Regions from separate parts of the Hordeum vulgare genome. Here region 2 is linked to region 1. A link is a contact called in public Hi-C data. All regions are on one chromosome and are shown on one strand. Each heading gives the region's core, a stretch centred on a gene start, on an enhancer-like site or on the middle of the called end of the contact. The rest is flanking DNA. Distances are from core to core; before and after follow the strand shown.

What was found. A called contact is a pair of places that touch in the nucleus more often than the background predicts.
Region 2: a contact with region 1 is called in a Hi-C map of leaf, with 4 times the contacts expected there. The contact joins the promoter of LOC123443054 here to the promoter of LOC123443053 in region 1. A contact is called at or near these places in 1 of 6 Hi-C or Micro-C datasets (leaf) and 1 of 1 datasets of contacts at active chromatin or transcription factors (embryo).

The regions. Positions count from the first base shown.
Region 1 is chr3H:80,627,782-80,631,239 of MorexV3_pseudomolecules_assembly, reverse strand. It overlaps LOC123443053, which reads right to left and starts at 1,895. Exons shown (of 5, transcript XM_045119286.1): 1 at 1,660-1,895; 2 at 1,076-1,299; 3 at 296-392. The coding sequence starts at 1,787.
Region 2 is chr3H:80,850,174-80,853,711 of MorexV3_pseudomolecules_assembly, reverse strand. It overlaps LOC123443054 (DEAD-box ATP-dependent RNA helicase 14), which reads right to left and starts at 1,266. Exons shown (of 12, transcript XM_045119292.1): 1 at 994-1,266; 2 at 623-885. The coding sequence starts at 871.

The DNA.
Region 1 (3,458 bases), core at 646-3,145:
CAAGAGAAGTAACAAACTTTATGATAGAGCTAGCAAAATGAAACCCAATCTGGGCAGTACTATCACCAAACTGCCTTGATAAAAAAAAAGGTGTTCACAATAACTCAGATTTACCAATTTCAGTCGAAGAAAGGGTGTGAATAAGAACAACTAAGCGCAAAACTATGAACGATGCAAACAAACTGTTGATCAAAATCAGAGAAAAGGTTGTACATGCATATTGTTCAGTTGAATTATGTAAAGCTTTTTGTCTTCCCCTTCTTCCACATATGGATCGGACATTCCATTTTCATACCTCAACACTGGTTCCTGGATCTGCTTCACCACAGGTTGTTGCCTTAACCTTGTATTCTCAGTCCACTCATCCCTAGTTTGTTGCCAAAGAGAAAAACCTGCAACGATATTTCCATCTGGTCAGATTACCATGTCCACTAAGACTCTTAACAGGCAGACATGTGACGATTCCTTTAATCCTCCGTTAGACAAGAATGGCAATTGGACAGCTATGCCCCACTTGCTGCCCAGGAAAAAAAAACAACAACGGTTTGCCAGTACAAATTTCTTACAGTGCAAAATTGGTAGGAAAATATGGAAGACGTCATGCAAAATAAAGTATGAACTCGAGGTTCCAAAATAAATGCTCTGCCGAAACTCTAGCTCGCACATCGAAAGAGTGATTTCCTACAGCTGAACCAAACAAGTGTGAACTCAAATTTCCTAACAAACTTTCCTTCTTAGAACCACAAGAACCAAGACAAAATAGTAAACAATTGCATTGGTATTGATAAAAGACCATAGGTAACTGACTACCAGATAAGATTTGAGAGGCTAACACCGTTGGACGTGAACAGTGTTATAATGTGTTGTATCTTTCTAACATGCTATGAAGCTAATATATGGATAATTTAAGACAGACTGAAACGAAAACATCACAATCAACATGACTATAGATGCTGAACGGCTAAATACAGGAGATTCGGCCAAAATCAAGTTTGATGTTTGCAAAGTATCTGGAAAATGCAAACATGTGGTGAAAACACTCCTGAGCACATATGATCGTTCAAGAAGGAATTACCATGATTAGCAGATTCGCCCAGGTTATGACTGCTTCCCACTCCATGCAGATCAAGGTCCCAAGAGGACGTGTTCATTGGTGCTCGGAGATCTGCCGGATCAACCTCGATGGTGGTTGTACTCCAAAATTCCTCTGCCACCGTGGGATTCTGAGCATGGGCCATCAAGCTCTTGGAAAGATCCCCTACGTGTTTTGCGGCCTTCTCACAGCATCCCAAACAGCCTCTGCTCTGTTTGCAAGGAGTTTTTACATATCGACGATTAGCACAGAATCACTCAACAGATCAACAGGCGCACACACACACTGACACACAGCAAGGCAAAGAAGTAATCCAGGCAGCCACAGGGGGCATAATTTTGACAAGTAAGGTGATAAGATCAAGCACCAAAACATAACCGCACGTAGCCTACACAAGCTATGCCACTCGAGATACTACATGAGGGGAATTAACAGTACAGGTACGATACGAGTAAGGGTAATCGGGACAGCAAGATGACCTTGGCAACAACGTATCAGCAGCCTAGAATATGAATGAAGTTATGCAGATGCGGACGAATGAGGCGGGAACGGTAGGGGGAGCCCACCCGGAGCAGATGAAGATGCAGGCGGAGGAGAGCAGCTGCGGGATGGCGCGCCAGTCCCAGCCGGGCCCCAGCTCGACGTCCCAGTCGCCGACCCTCGCCGCCGATCCGCCGCCGCGTGCCGCCGCCATGGCGCCCGGCTGCTCCGTTCGGGCTGGAATTGGAGTGTGAATGGGAATGGGAATGGGAACGGAATCGGATCGGATTCCAGCGAGCCACCGACCGCGGCGATTTATGAGGGATGGGCGCGGCGGGGCGCGCGTATTGGGATAAGGGAGGGGGGAGGAGGGGGGCCCTGGTGGGGTGGGGTGGGGCGGGGTGGGGGCCGGTGGGGTTGACGAAGATTGCACGGATGGATGGGGGATGACGACGATGCGGTTCGACAGTGCGTCGTGCTTTGGAGTTTGGAGTTTTGCCCCTTCGCTTTCGGCCGACCATTCCCTTTGCCATGGCACGTCGCCATTTCCACTTGGCCCGTCTCTTCGACCAATTGGACCGACTACCCTTCATGATCATCATAAAAAAAACAAAGGCAGAGAACAAAAGATGATGAAAGTGATCATTCCTTTTGCTTTTGCCATCCAGACTCGAGATTCAAAAGTTTTTTTTTTTTTTTGCGTAACTACTCCCTTCTTTGACACATGTAAGACCAACTTCAACGGGCCGATCCACACGGACGGCGAATTTGTTCGTTTTTTGTTCGTTTTGGTCGGCCGTCCGTCTCGTTTTAGATTTGGATTGGTAGTGCGCCCAACGCGTCGATCCATTTTATGCCGCAATCAACATATTAAAAAAATGACCCGCGGTCGAACATGCGAGCGACCATGTTTCATGCGAATGCCATGCCAGCGTCGACATATAATGTCGGCTCCAAAAAATAGCACCACAGTTCATGCTAGCGCGCTCGCCAGCCGGCCGGCACACATGCCAGCATACAAAAAGGGTAGGACTTGAGTTCGACCACGTCATCGCGGCCCCCGTGGTCATGCCAGCACACCTGCCGGCATCCAAAAGAGATGACGCTCGCCGCCATAGATCACTCCTCGTCGAACTTGAGCATGTCGGCCTGCATCTTCTCGAACCACGGCCTCTTCCTTGGCGACACGGTGTTGAGATCCACCTTCATGATCTCCACCCTGGTCATCATGCTCGCGAGAGTCACTTCTTTGACCTTGGTCTTGGCGTTGGCGGCCTCGATCTCTAGCATCTTGGTTTACTTCTCCGCCTCCATCTCAAGCAACCGTGCTTGTTTCTCTGCCTCCATGTCAAGCCTCCGCCTTTGGATCTCCAAGAAGGCATTTATTTGTTCTTCCCTTTCTTGTCGGCGCTTCTCCTCCCTTGAGTCCTTCTTGACGATCATGTCCTCCACGGTTGCGATCAAGGTGATCGATGCCGCATCCCGCTTGTCCTCCTTCTTGGAGTTGGTCTTCCCCCTCGGCCGAGCCTTCTCGCCGTCCCCAACCTCCTCCACGGCTTGCTTCCCACCACGCGACTTGAGACCGGCATATTACACCTTGAACTTCTCCTCGTCTTTGATCACCCTAAAGCAATGGAAGAGGTTGAAGCACTTGCCATTGTGTTGGACCTTGAATGCCTCCAACGCTTGAAATGCCTACAAATGTATTTCATGCAAGCATATTGGCAAAATGATATGCAAACGAACAACCAAAAGCATGTACTTGATGACACAAAAAGAGGGCGACATGCTAGCATACCATGTCTTGCACGCCGATGCCGCTCACGGGGCGGGCCTTGACGCTCTCAAGAGTGGCACAAAACTTGTTGCACTCTTGTTGGATCAC
Region 2 (3,538 bases), core at 17-2,516, 220 kb before region 1:
ACGAAAAAAATCAAGCTACAGAAGCGGCAGGGGAGGAACAAAACCCCAAAAATGGGAGATCACTTGGGAGTTACCTCCGGCGGGTCTCTGTGCCTGGCCCTGCTATCTAAATCTGTGAGCAGCGGCAAACACCAGAGATATTTGCGGTTCATAGTTCAAGTGGCATTGCTATTGTAAGTCATGCTTGTGTTAATGATGACACAAATACAATGCAAAGCACATACATAATGTAATCCCAACATGCAATAGGCCAAAATAAACTTCTCTGCCTCCTAGTTAGTGGCGTTCGTGTTGTAAACCATGGTTTTATACATTATGAGACAGATACAACGCGAAACAAACAAACAAACAAACAATGATGTAACAGTAGCGTGCGAACGATGAGAAGATGAGGAGGAGATAACCCTACACCTCCAAATGATGGGGAGGCCACGCGCATTTCACGAGCGGCTCGCCGCAACTTGACCCTGCAGCCGCTATGCGACAAACGAACGAATCACAAAGGAAATCTCGTGCGTGCGTACATTTACTTACACCCCAGAAATCAAGCTACAGAAGCGACGGGGGAGGTAAGAAAAAAACCCAAAGCGAAGGGGGGAGGGAGATGGTTTGGGCGTTATACCTCGGGCGGGTCTCTGTGCCTGGCCCTCTCGTCGTGGTGGTACTGGGGCTGCTGGACGGGAGCGGGGGCGGGGGCCGGGGCCGGGGCGGGGGCGACGGGGGGAGGAGGGCCGGTGGGGCGGTCGTAGGTGACGGCCTTGGTCTCCGGGTTCCAGAAGTAGAGGTAGCCGGTGGTGCCATCGATGAGGCCCCTCCAGGGCTTGGGCAGCGTCGGATCTTCCGGCGCGTAGCGCGGCGCCGCGGACGCCATTCCTCCTCCCAACCCTACGCGGAAAGGAAAAGAAAGAGGGGAATCAGATCAAGAAGACCAAGCCGCAATGCGCTCGCGGGGCGAGGCGGGACGGAGGAGATCGGAGGGACGGGCGGACGAACCCTAGCGATCGGCGGCGCGGGCGCGAGGGGGGTGCTGGCGGCGGCGCGGCGGACGGAGGAAGGGGTGGGGGAGGGAGCCCTGGGTGTCGCGCTGTGGCTGCGCGTTGCCCTTTGCTGTGGGTGGGTGTGGGAACCCTTTCCTTCCTCGTCGATGCGGGGCGCGGCGGTCGCCTGGTTAAGTAGGGTGGGTGGGGGCCGAAGGCCGATGGAAAAGTAGTCCCAGGAATGGGAGCGGAGGCGTCGATGGTGTGGTGGTGCCTCGCTCACACACCTGCCCTGGCCTGACCCTGACCCCGGCCGGGCGAGCGAGGAATGGTACTGACAGGGTGGCCAGCTGAGACAAGTGGTGGTGGGATCGGGAAGCTCGAAAAGTGCAAGGCCCTCGCCCGCGCACGGCACGGCCCGGCCCGGCCCGAGGTTCGTTGCTTCTTTGCTGCTTTCGGCCCGCACACCGCCTAGCCCAGCTACTGCTTTGCTTTAGTTCTGGCAAACGCTCTCGCCTGCTTCTTCGTGTGCGTGCCTGTTCTCGTCTCACGGAAAAGCAGAAATTATCCGCATGTTTAAAGAGGAGGAGAAATGACAAGTACGGAGGAAAAATACGTCCTCCATGCACGGTGAACAGCGAAAGAACACGGGCGGAGGCAAATACGTCTTTGCCTTGACTATAAACGTTCTTGTTTGAGGCTAACGCTTTGCTATTGAACTTCACCGAACACGTGCCTTGGAAAACCTGGTGAGGGCATCGCTGACCCGCATACATTCCAAACATTTTTTCTACAAATTCGAATGAAATCCATGCAAAGACAGATTTTATATTACCAAACGGAAACATTTACATTTTTAATATATTTTTACTAAAATGGTCAAAACTATGTGCAAGTCCGGCCCCGCGGAGCTTCATTCCAACTACACGGATACATTATGCTAGTCAGGGTCGACCGTATGGAGCTCTAATCTCACGACACGTATACATTATATTACTCTACGGTCGGCCGCGACGGATCCCTTTGTATTCCCATGCATGTCAGTCCACTCATCGGACTGCCAGGAGCCCCAGAGGTATATTCTTCCCCCATATCTTCCCTATCTCTGCCTATGCCGCTCATCTGAGTGGTAAATGGGGTGCTTCAGCCGGAGGTGAAGGGGGCATCCACTTCCATGAAGCGCGGATAAGGGTTGGTTTTTAGGGCGGGGACGATGGTGGCCCGCGAGAGAGGGCGAGACATCGGTTGTGTACGCCGCCGACGCGTCGACGCCTAGGTGGCGGCCGCGAACGTGTTGGTCGTCGCCTCGTCAATCTCAAAGCCGATTTCTTTCTCCGTCGGCGGGGCACGATTCTGAGAATGTTGACGTCGAATGGCTCGGCGTCTGGCCTCATCCACGACAACCACGATGCTCATTCCGTCGTGCTGGCCTGGAGGCTAGAGCAACTCGCCACTACTCCGCGAGCTGGCTTGGAGCAGCAAGTTGTTCAAACATGCACCAGCACGGAGCGGCCACTTGCTCCGTTGGGCTCGACGAGCGAGGTGGAGCAATGTGTTGCTTGGCTCGTATCCGACGGGCTCGACGGGCCACCAGTGGGCTTTTATAAGACACAACTGATCTTCCTGCTCGTCGTATGCCATGGAAAGGGTTGAGAAAATGGTGGAAGGAGCAAATAGGGAGCGGAGGAGTGGTACGATTCTGTACCGACGTCTGGCCTCCCTTATATAGCGGGTGGGCGCGAGGAGCTTGTCCGTTGTTGTGTTTACTGTCGACCAACTCGTGAACGGACGGGTGGTCGGAGTAGGTTTTTGGACACATGCACGAGTTTATTGAAGGCGTTTGAATGCGGCGAGGGAGGCGTGTTCAGCCAGGTGTGTAGCGGGCGGCGCTTTCTAGACCGACAAACTGATAACCCACAAGTATAAGGGATCATTTGTAGCCTTTTTGATAAATAAAAGTGTTGAAGCCAACGAGGAGGTAGAATTAATATTTTCTCAAGTTATCGATGACTGATACAATTCTACGCGCTAACGCTTACTTTACCTAGGACAAGAATAAAATTACTTTGTAGGTGTATCTCGGTAGGTTTGCAAAATAATAAAGAACGCAGAAATAAAAATTAGGTGTTGTTTTAATAAAGAGTAATTAAGTTAGTATAGTGAGTGTGGAAAGTGATGGTAGGATTTGCAAGATTGTCCTCGACAATTGATAACAAGATCGATAATCATTATTGCAATTTTATATGAAGGAGAGGCATAAGCAAATACTTTCTGTATTTGAATCACATGAACTTATGATTGAAAATCTAGCAAGAATCGACAACTACTCGAGATCATTAAGGTAAAACTAACCGTAGCATTAAGTGTAAAGTCTCCTTTATCCCATGTGCAGCAATTGTTTTATTCGGGTTTAACCTTCTGCCACTCCCGCAACCCACTATAAGTGAATCATGAACATATTGAAACATCCTACAACGGTAATCTCCCACGAGTGCACGACACAAAAGACATCATAGGACAACACTAAAATAAAATATGCAACTCAAACCAATCAAGATCAT